Linked DNA regions of Sus scrofa: region 2 is linked to region 1. The links are chromatin contacts, called in public Hi-C maps. All regions are on one chromosome and are shown on one strand. The core of a region is the stretch at or near the end of the contact, and the rest is flanking DNA. Distances in the headings are between cores, read along the strand shown. Region 1 overlaps ARHGAP24 (rho GTPase-activating protein 24). Region 2 holds the start of ARHGAP24 (rho GTPase-activating protein 24).

Region 1 (5,298 bases), core at 1,478-3,977:
AAAAGACAAAAGACAAAAGACAAAAAATAAATAAATAAATAAATAAATAAATAAGTGACCAGACATAGTTCCCAGTGTTACACAGAAGGATCTCATTGCTAACCCAGACCAAAGGCGGTGATGTTGACTGCCTTTCTTAACGTGGCAACTAGCTCTTTTCTAGGTTCAGCCTAGGGAAGCTGCTTGGGCTCCCCACCTGCTCCTCTTTACCTGCCTCCTTCCTTCCTGCCTCTCAAGTGCCCTATGTTTGATAATTTAAACTTCCTGGACGTCTCATAGTTGCCAGTATGCATTTATCTGAATGAAAAACTCAGGATTTTCCATAACTCTGGGCATAATCTTTAAATCCTCTGTCTTCCTCATCCTTGACATCCAATCCATCCGCCAGAGGTGCTGACCATACTTCCAAAATGTATCTCTCCTCTGCCTTCTACTCTCCATCACCTCTTTCTCATTCCTGTCTAGGCCGTATCATCAATCTCCTGCATTTCTGAGCTCTATTTTCATCCAAAACTCTGTAAAAGTCATTTTAAAATAAGCTAACCCAAGTCACAGGCTATATGAAGGCTTCAGCAGCTTCCCCCTGCACTTAGCCTGTCATCCAAACTCGGTGTACCGCTCACAGCCCAGCAGGATCACCTCCCTCCTACCCCGCACCCCTTGCTCACGGTGCTCCAGCCACACTGCTTATATATATGTGTGTATATAAATTCATAAAAAGAATATAGCATATATAAGTATATATGTGTGTGTGTTTAAGTATTGGTGTTTATATGGATCTATCTTCTTTATCCATCCATCTCTTTATGAATGCTTAGGTTGCTTCCATTTCTGTACTACAGCAATTGTGATAATGCTGTTCTGAACATTTGGATACATAATATCTTTTTGAATTAGCGGTTTTGTTTTTTTAGCTGTAGTTCCAGGAGTGGAATTGCTGGGTCATGTGGTGATTCTATTTTTAGAACCATCATACTGTTTTCCACAGTGACTACATTAATTTACATTCCTACCACCAGGGTGGCTGGTTCCCCTTGCTCCACATCCTTGCCAACATTTGTTATTTGTGTCCTCTTTGATGATGGCCATTCTGACAGGTGTGAGGTGACATCTCATTGTAGTTTTGATTTGCACTTCTCTTGATGATTAGTGGTGTTGAGCTTCTTTTCTGGGCCTATTAGCCATCTGCATTTCTGCTTTGGAAAAAATGTCTGTTCAGTTCTTTTGCCCATTTTTTAATTGGGTCATTTGGGTTTTTCTGATGTTGAGTTATATGAGCTGTTTATACTTGTTGGATATTAACCCCTTATTGGTCATATCATTTGCAAAGATTTTCTTCTATAATAATGTTATTTATTTGGCCTCCTGCTCATATCTGTCACAAGGCTTTACATTCTGAATTTAATGCCTTGTTTATGTTTTTTAGCCTGTTCTATTCACCACTGTATTCTATGTTCTCAGCTCATAGTTGGCAGACTGTGAACAATTAATCGAGTGTAAGGACACTTTTTACCATCATCTTTCCTTCCCTGGTCTTGCTTATCTTTCCTTTGCATTGAGTGGGTGGAAGAAGATGTCATTCTTTGCATATTTTAGCCTATGGTTTTATTTACTGTGAGACATGCCCCCACCTCGCCCACCATTGTGCTGCGCTCAGGGATATTTTCAAATATAATACCACCTGTAGCTGCTCCTTAGCAGCCCCACACTCTCCCAGACACCCAGATCCTTCTAGGCACAGACGAGCAAGAACTTTTTTGAGCACTTATTCTGATTGGATTCTTGTCAACTCAACAATACTGGAAGGTAGCCACTATTTGCATCATAATTTTACAAAGAAGAGGAAGCTTCAACATGAAGTTACTTGTCCCAGGTCACCAGCTGGTAAGATGGCAGAGCCAGGACCCCTTTCATGCCACCATATTGCAAATCTTTCAGAAGTGGCTGAGGAGGCCAGATGCTTACAGGAGGGTTTTCTCCCTTCAGCATCAGACCTATGGTGATATCTTATGAAAGGCCCTCAGAAGTAAAGAAAACAAAACACTAAAAACAAAGAAACAAATGAAAAAACAGGTTTCTGTTTTCATTTTCAGAAACATCTCTGAGGGCCAGTAGTGGTGTCCTTATGTATGTGACGCTTCTTGCCGCCTGAGTGTGACTTATTTTTGCAGATGCAGTTTGGTCTTATTGGGCATATGCATGGCATGGAGACAGGTGGGGATGCCAGATATCTCATACATGGCTGCAAGCACTGAGGCCAAGGACTGCCTCTGTTACTTGACTGTGGGCCATCTTCTTCCATTGGAATTGGAAGAAGGGCCGTGGTATTGAAACGGAATCAAAGTTGAGATGGAAACAGGATTTCTCTCGGTGCCTGGAGACATTTGGGTACACAGTTTTACAAACTCACAGCTCCGTTCCATGAGCACGGGAGGGGAAAGAAGGGCCCCAAGGAGGGAATGTCTTCTTCAGGCCCGGTGCTTTTCCTTCCTGTTTTATGTGGTAGCAGGGCAGCAGACACCACACCACGTGGTCTGATTATGCCGTTCAAAGACCGAACCAACTCAAAAGACCTGCTCGCTCAAAACTCTCATTTCTATCGAAGGGACTATGGAAAAACATGACAGCGTTTAAAAGTCTGTGTTCTGTTGGCCAGAGTGGGGGAGGGAGTGGAAAGCCGGGTGGAGTGAACAGGCCAGTTGCCATGTGACTCCCAGAGCGCCTGTGGGGAAGACGCCATCTGCCAGCAGTTGGCAGGATTTGGTCACCAGGGCACAGAGTGGGCGATTGTCCTCGGCTTTGGAGGCAGAAGCTGGCAGCTGACCCAACGGAGAGGCAGTCATTGAGCTGAGCTAGGAATGATGTCTCTCTCATCTCGTGCGACACGGACCCTGGGAGGGAACGAGGGAGGGCCCAAGGGAGTAGAAGGAGGAGGAAAATAAAGAAAAGGAATCCTGATTAAGTCTTCTTGTTTATTCAGCTACGCTTGAATTGATTTTGCTCCCTAGTGGAGCAGGCAACCTGCATTTCTGAATTGAATAAATTGCAGAATTACCAAATAATGATAAATGTAAAAAAAGGATGAGAATGAAAAGTGTGTGCGTGTGTGCGCATCTGTAGATATAGGTAGATATAAATGCATGTTGAATTGATTAATCCATGCCCACTCTATACCAGGCAAAGAAGTATTGCATAAATTTCACAATGATGCCTTTAAGGTGGGATCTTTGATGGGGGCCAATTTACAGATGTGGAAACTGAGGTTTGACAAGGTTTCGTCTCTGGTTTGCATGACTCTAAAGCATGTGCTGTTACCTAGAGTTTATGGATTCTGTTGTTAATTGCTTCAAGTTTTTAAAATGTCGCTAGCTAGTTTACACGTCTTAGGAGACCAAAATATTGCCCTGACTTTGCTATATTTCAGTGCCATATTGTACATCATTTATAAGCAACAAATAATCATTTTGATGACCTTTAGCCTACTGTTTTAACTTGTTAGAAGGTAGATATTTTGTGGTAAGTTATACTTGAAATTTCATTCAGAGTACCTAACTTACGTAAAATGCTGTGAGCATCTTGTTTTAAATGAGTTCCAGGGACTGAAGCCTGGGATGATCGCAGTTTATGTGAAGTTTCAAGGCATCATCAGGGCCCCTGGACCTCAGTTAAAGCGAGAGAACCTGAATCTCTGAGCGGTAATGGATGGTTTTGAAATTCAAATTCACTAGGAAGACACTGAAAGCAAAAGAAAGACGGGACAGTCAAATTACTGCATACAGTTACCTGGCTGGAAAAAAAGGGGTTAAGAAAAAGTCACAGAATTTAAACGGAAGCTAGAATGCATCATTAAGAAGATACTTAGGACAACGAAAGAAGTCTCGGACCTTGGAGGAAGAATAGAATAGAAGACTGAGGGACGTCAAGTGTTTGAAAGAATCGGAGAAACCAAACAGACAGAGAAGAGAAGCATTGGTGTCTTCTCTGGAGGGGTGGTTCCCAGTCTCCGTTCCCAATCTTTCCTCCTCTTTCCACGCGGACGCCCAGGCCAGTTGAGACTCACTGCAAGTTAACACAAGAGTGTAGTGGCCGTCATTCTACCCTTTGCTCTCCAGCTCAAGGAAGCACCCAAAACTCAAGTGAAAGTAACCTGAAATTAACTTTGATTATAAATAAGCAAACCCCTTGCCAACGTCACTATTTTAATTTCCATTAGCAATTGCCGCATTGCAGCATAGCTCATCCTACAGCAGTGTAACATCAAGGCTAGAAACTGCTTGAGCAGGTGACTTCTAGGAACTTCCCAGATTTCAAATCCCACAATTGACTGATGGTTTTAGTAAGAGCTATTGAATTGTTGTTGGGTTTTTTTAGATTTTTATCCTCAGTATTTTTTTTTTTTTAAAGCATCACTTTCAAGGAATCCATCTATTTGTTAATGTGTCTTTTCCCAGTGGTTCTGCTGTGTTTGTGTTGATTATCAGATGTGAATTCAGCTTTTTTTCCCAAATATTCAAAGAAGATATGGAAGCCATTCTCTACTTGAAACATGTTTTTCATTTAGTAGGATCCCCGAGTCCCGTGGCCCCTGAATCTGAGAATTTTTTGAATTCTGTTTTTAATCTCAGTCACTTCCTTACTCTATATGTGCGAGAAAGGCATGAGGCCCAGCTCACCGCATGACTGGATAGCACTCCCTCAGTGAGACTGGAAATTAGTCCTCTGAGTGAGAAGGTAATGAGAAGATACCTTTGGCATATTTGTTGTTAAATGCAACCCCACTTTTTTAAGGAGGGAAAAACAGGGTGGAAGAGACTGTTGGAGGCTGAGATGGACCCAGGTTTCTAGGAAGCCCTCCCCATGTCCTTAGAGGCAAACCAGGCAGTTCCTTGGAGCTGTGACACTCCTGACCAACAGGACTCCTCCAGCGTAGCTCGTAACACAAGGGGCAGGCTGTATCGAATCATCTTTCGTACTAGTTCAGGGGTATTTTCCATAATGTCGTGCTGCTGCTTTTGAACGATTCTTGAGTTTTTAAACATCTGTCTATCCTCATAAATGCCCTTTGTTAAGCCCTTATTTCAGAGCACTCGTAATAGGTATCCCAGCATTAGAGGGAATGAGCCACGTGGCACAGAGCAGCACCTGCTCCGCCGCATCCCCAGCCGGACAAGTCGGAATACGTCCTCCATCTCCAGAAGCCTCCTGGCCCTTAATCTAGTCTCAATACTCTCCATTATTCATGCTAAACAATGTGTAAGTATGGATGTGAGGTTAAAGCGAGGTGCTTTTATCTTCAAA
Region 2 (5,673 bases), core at 703-3,202, 510 kb before region 1:
GAAGGGGAGAGGGACCCGCAGGACCTCAAGAGGGAGATTTTCCTGGGCTGGGCGTGGAAGTGCAGAACACTGCTTCTGCTCACTTTCCAGTGGTGAGAATCCAAGGTCCGTGGTCTCACTCAAGTATCGCGTAGGCTGGAAATATAGTCAACTATGTGCTTCAGAAGAAAAGGAAATTGGTTTGATGAACAGTAAGCAGCCTCTGCCACAGTGGTAGGTGTGAAGAACAAGACTACTTATAAGAAGCTAGTGGATGCTTCATAAACATTCTTCCTGTTTGCCTCTCTAGGTTTCTTCAAGCCTTGTGTAAATATCCAAAAGAGTTGTATCTGTGGAAACATTCGTTTGTGCTGTATATTAGAAAATCATAGGCTTGGAGAATAGACTTGTGGCTGCCGGGGGGTGGGATGGGGTGGGGGGAGCTTGCAAACTATTGCTCTTGGAATGGATTTACAGTGAGATCCTGCTGTGTAGCATTGAGAACTATGTCTAGATACTTACATCACAACACAACAATGGGAAGAAAAAGTATGTATACATGTATGTGTAACTTGGTCCCCATGCTTTATAGTAGGGGAAAAAAAAAGAGTTTTATCTACTGGAATCAAACACGTGGCTCTAAGATGGCACATATGGACACTGCAGCCATGAAAAAATTATTAGTTCAAGGGTCTTTCTTGCCTGATAATTCTCAGTATTCATACAGCAGCTTGAATTGTGGAAATATCTTGGTTCATTGCCTGTCCGAATTAGAGGTAAAGCTGGAGCCATTCAATTCTTGTTTATTGAATACCTAACTGAATCAATATACCTCTTTTGATTTTATAAAATATCATGACTGAGCAAGCGTTGTGCCCTCTCGTAAGGCATTGTGGTAAAATATGAGAACTACGCTGGCTCTCTGGAGAATGTTTCTTGCCATTCAAGAATTGCTATATGACTTATTTGCTATAGAAAATGGTTGTATTTCTAACATAAAATGAAGACTTTACACAAATTTTCACTTTTAGTTATGTTATTGAATAATTCCCTTGGGTTTACATTTCCATAATTCTGGATACATGTGAAAGCTACTGGTAATTTCTGCTTATCAAAATTGGGTTAGTAAGAGTCTTTCCCAACACTGAAGGATTTTTTTTTTTTTTTTGGCCACACTCATGCCACGTGGAAGTTCCTTTGCCATAGCTGTGACCGGACCCACTGTAGTGACAGTGCTAGATCCTTAACCTGATGTGGCTCGAGGGAACACCTAAAGATGGTTTGAGTCTCAGTTTTTCTTGACCTCTTCTTAGGTGCTCAGTCTTGGGCAACTTACATTATATATGTGGGCCTCAGTATTGTCATCTGTAACACAGGATGAGGATAAATCTCGGTTATATATTTATAGTGAGTTTTTTTGGTCACATCTATGGCATGCTGACGTTCCCAGTCCAGGGACTGAACCTGCACCACAACAGCAGCCTAAGCTGCACAGTGACAACACCAGATCCTTAACCTGCTGTGCCACTAGGGAACTCCCTATAGTGAGTTTTAAATGAGGTAAAATGTGTAAAAAATACATTTTCTGAATATAGTAAATGCTTAGCAAAAGAAAACAATGATACCAGTAATAGCATCATCATCATCATAGAATAATAAGTAACTATTTCCAAGTAGTGGTATATTTTTCTTAGAAGTACACTATATAAATGAAAGAGGAATGATGTTTAAACATATTTTCTCTTAAAAGCCATCATCCCTACAGAAAGCATGCAGTGAGGTTGGAATATGCTTCCTCTAATGCCTAGACCAAGCTTTTGTTCTCACCTGAGTGTTTTGACATTGCGTAATTGGATAGTAAACAAATTATGTCACATGCTTGGCGTTTACTTCTTGATAATTTGGAAAAGCCACTAGAGGGTGCTACTTTGCTAGGAAAATAAAAGCACCTCCCAACAGTAGCATTCAGTCTGCAGCGGAGGCGTCTGATGTTAGGGCCAGAACTGAGCTCTCTGCTGTGAGTATCCGGATACAATTTATTCATTTATCGTTTATGTGGGAAGTAAATAGCAATAGTGTAGGGAAGCCACAAAAGTTGATACAAATAAAATCCTAGTCTTTTCTTTCAGTAAAGGGTTCTAACCAATGCTGCTGTGAAAAAGCTGTGACTATCTCTTGCCAAACAAAATTCTGAGGCTGTATGACTTTCTTAGGAGAGATAGCCTGGCTTTAATTGTGTGCTGTGTTTTGGCTAGATAGCTGGTGGTCTTAAGTTTGGTGGAATGCTTTTCTTCTGTCTTTGGTAGTTTTTGTTACAGGGATCTGTGAAAATGAAGATCTTATATTATTTTTGCCCTCTGAAAAATAGCGTGTCAGTGATCCAAAGGTCCCACATGTGCAGGTGGGTGAGCGGCAGACAAACTAAGCGTGTGACCTTCCTATTCGTAACTCTGGGTTGAGAGTGAATGTCATGCCGGCGAGAGGTTGTGAGACACGTCAGCCTCAATTATGAAGAACAGCCTTGAGTGCATAGTTCATATTCTTTGGCGAAAGCATCTCTGTGAAGCCAATTATCTAAGGATGAAACACAGTCAGCCTGGGTTTATCAAAAGATTTCTGTAGATCAACTCTCGTCTTTTCAGCCGACTGTGAGGTAATGATACAGATGGAGAAAGATTGTCAGCAGTTAGACGAGAGGAGGAAATAAATGCGGAAACCTAAAAGAATCCTAATTCTCCAGGTGACGGGAACTACACAAAAGCTGGCGTCCTCAGTGTGTACTTTTGTCATCCTGGGTAGAGGAGTTGGCTTCCTGAGGTATTTTTTTCCCTACGACATATTACCTCTGACATAGGAGTGGGGGAAGATGTTTCTGATTTGACCTGCATCAGTGAAAGAAACAACTGGAAAGTTCCTGTCAAAATTATCTGGAAGAGTCTAGCTCCTCAAGTCTTCTGAATTGCTCAGAGTCAAGGTAGCTAATCACCAGTCTACTCAGACTTGATGATTAAACAGAATAAAATCAGGTTACCAGCTTGTGGTGTGTGTGTGTGTGTGTGTGTGCACACCATACACGCATATACACGTGATCACAACTTTAAAAGGTCATGTCAGTCAAGAGCTCAGTCTTACCCTGATGTGATTTTAATATGGATTTAAAATTTTAAATGTTAAATATAACTTTAGCTTGTTTATCTGTTGGAACAGTTTTTGTGAGTTAGGTAGTTATTGATGGTGGGGGGGGGGCAGAGCCAGGAGGCTCGGATGATTATTCACTCTTGAGATGTTTTTATTTCCACCTTTAAATCTTTTAGAGAATTTGAGATGGGTGACATTTGGGTGGCACTGGAAAATGAAAACTTTTTTTTTCATCCGTCTTTTTTATTAATATAATGTCTTTCTTTTTGTAAATTCACTTGAGAATTAGGGATGCAATGTGATGTGGTTATCTCATTATTCACATTAGGGAAGTAAGAAACTCTGATTCACCCTGCTATGGTGGTCAGAAAGGAAATGGTCAAGTTTGGGCTGAGATATTACTGAGAAAAATACCACTTCTTTAATTTGTCAGCTTATGAAACCTGGGTTAGAGAAAATAATACTGAATTAGAAGGAAGATGGGGGATTAAGCTCTCTGCTTCTGATCAGCCATCCCTAGTTGTGGCAAATGAGTTTACCTTAAACCATGGACATGAGTAAGCTTTAGCTTAGATTTTAAATTAAAATTTTTTGGTAAGAAAGAATAATGTCTCTTTGGTTTGCATCAGAGAATTGTTGGAAGTGACGTATAAAAAGTGCCTTCAAACTGTAAAGGCCAGTAGAAATGTTGCCCTGGTCATGACAATATGGTCACAATTAAGCTTAACTAGATTAACCAAATGCTGTTAGGAAAATGCCTTGTTTGCTTTCCCATTCCTTGATTTTCTTTAGCATTCTGACTTCTCAACCTATACATTGCTGTCTTACAAATGACCATATTGAGTGTTTCAGCCTGACAGCAGATGCTAAAGGTGAGGTTATGAGGGAAGTTGAAAAAGGCATTTTGTCTTCTTGGTTAATATACAGTGTCACTGCCAACAGCTCTGCTTTTGCTTTTGGTTTCATCATAGCTTTTCTATGGCCCAGTTCCTACTTTAAGGCATGTCCCTTGGCCTCTTAAGCTTAGATGCTCAAAGAATTCCATGGAATCCCCTTTATTGACTTAAAACCTGAAAGGTTGTGAAATACTGTACTTGGAACTTTTATTTTATTTTGCTCAGTTTTTTTCAAGTGCAACCTTGAGGAGGCAAGTTTTTTTTTTTTTTCTCTTCTTCTTCTTCTTCTTCCAGTATCTTCCTTTGGTATAGCTCCAAGGCTCTTAAACTCTAGATTGAGGTTTCTCTTTAGTTTCTCTTTATTATCTCACTGGGCTGAATTTTGTGGAGTCCTCTTCTTTCACCTTGTTTAAGTAACTAGTAAGTGAAAGCTATGCTTCCCTTTTTAAGCTCATAACACATGCCTATATGTGTATATGCCAATCTCCCCTTACTTATCGGGTAGGATAGCTGGAGATCAAAATATTACCTTTATCCTTTATGATTGATAAACTAAGATTGACTGTGACTTGGAAAGTGGCAATGGTGGCATCTTGATACCACACTCTGAGCTCCGCCAGAGGCAGGCAGCTTGTAGCCTCCTGTGTAGAGCCTACCCCTGTTCCACCAAAAGGCAGGGTGGAGCGTCTCTCAGGGCAGCTGGCTCCCTCTGAGAGAGGCAATAGGGACTGAACTGAGTCTACCTAGTTCCTCTCCCAAACTCATCAATCAGCTCACCAGCTTTCTGGTTGAAATGCCCCATTACGGAAACCGGAAGGGAGGAAAGAACATCCGGACCCACTGCCCCTCAAAATAGTCTTCAGGGATTTGTTTTTCTATTTATGGGGCTTAACCATTAAACTTATGAAATGCAAGACTGCTGCTCTTGTTCTAGAGGAGAAAATCTGCAGTCTGTCAAAACCACCTGTCCCCACCATGTGAGGCTGTGGTCCTCCCCGACCTCTGACTTTTGTGGATTTGCCTGGGACACCATGCGAGACACACTTTATTCCCCTAGAAGTGTCCAAAAGGGCCAGTCTGTACTACAGCTGAAAATCCCTCCTTCTATTCCCAACCCAAATTACCATCTAGCTACATTGTCCAAGCTTATTAGAGGTTTTGCAATAATATCAAATGACCACGTGGAGCTATTCCAACAATAACATGCCAAAAGACGAGATGTCCTAAATTTAAATGTAAATCTCTGCCCACTATTCAGAAATTCCTCAACAAACATTAAAGTACAAATTTAAACTCCCTTGAATTTTACAGTTCAAATGAATTAGAGTCCAGAATCGAATTATTTTACCTTCGTGTTTTCAAAGAAATTAGTTAAAAAAAAAATCATTCTTGCCAATTTCTTATTCTGATTGGCCTCAACAGAGACTTCTTGTTGGCTGGAGAAGATGAGTTTCCTTCAGCAGCTGCAGCCTGGTTTATTTCTCATGGAATGAGTGTAATTCCTTCACAACTTCAGAAATAGCATTAATTCATTGCCACGTTTCTGATGTACCTAATTTTTTAGAAAGGTGTTTACAGTAGTATAGCGCTTGCTCCATTCTCACTGAGTTTAGAAAAAATTAATACCTAGCCCCAAGAGTAATTTTTTCCAGGGAAAACT

The links. Hi-C and Micro-C count contacts between places; a contact is called where the count stands out from the background.
Region 2: a contact with region 1 is called in a Hi-C map of brain, with 4 times the contacts expected there. The contact joins the promoter of ARHGAP24 here to the enhancer-like site in region 1. A contact is called at or near these places in 16 of 47 Hi-C or Micro-C datasets (alveolar macrophages, brain, embryonic fibroblasts and 11 more) and 1 of 2 datasets of contacts at active chromatin or transcription factors (skeletal muscle).

The regions. Positions count from the first base shown.
Region 1 is chr8:132,992,235-132,997,532 of Sscrofa11.1, reverse strand. All of the region lies in intron 3 of ARHGAP24 (rho GTPase-activating protein 24), which reads left to right. Among named protein-coding and RNA genes, the nearest start is that of ARHGAP24, 510 kb to the left of the region's middle. Within about 2 kb of position 2,727, at least 10 of the 83 cell types and tissues checked have an H3K27ac peak or open chromatin away from gene starts, as enhancers often do. A contact at or near this core is called in brain, fetal skeletal muscle, retroperitoneal adipose tissue and 1 more, where this site is marked.
Region 2 is chr8:133,502,344-133,508,016 of Sscrofa11.1, reverse strand. ARHGAP24 (rho GTPase-activating protein 24) reads left to right here and starts at 1,952. Exons shown (of 10, transcript XM_021100782.1): 1 at 1,952-1,996.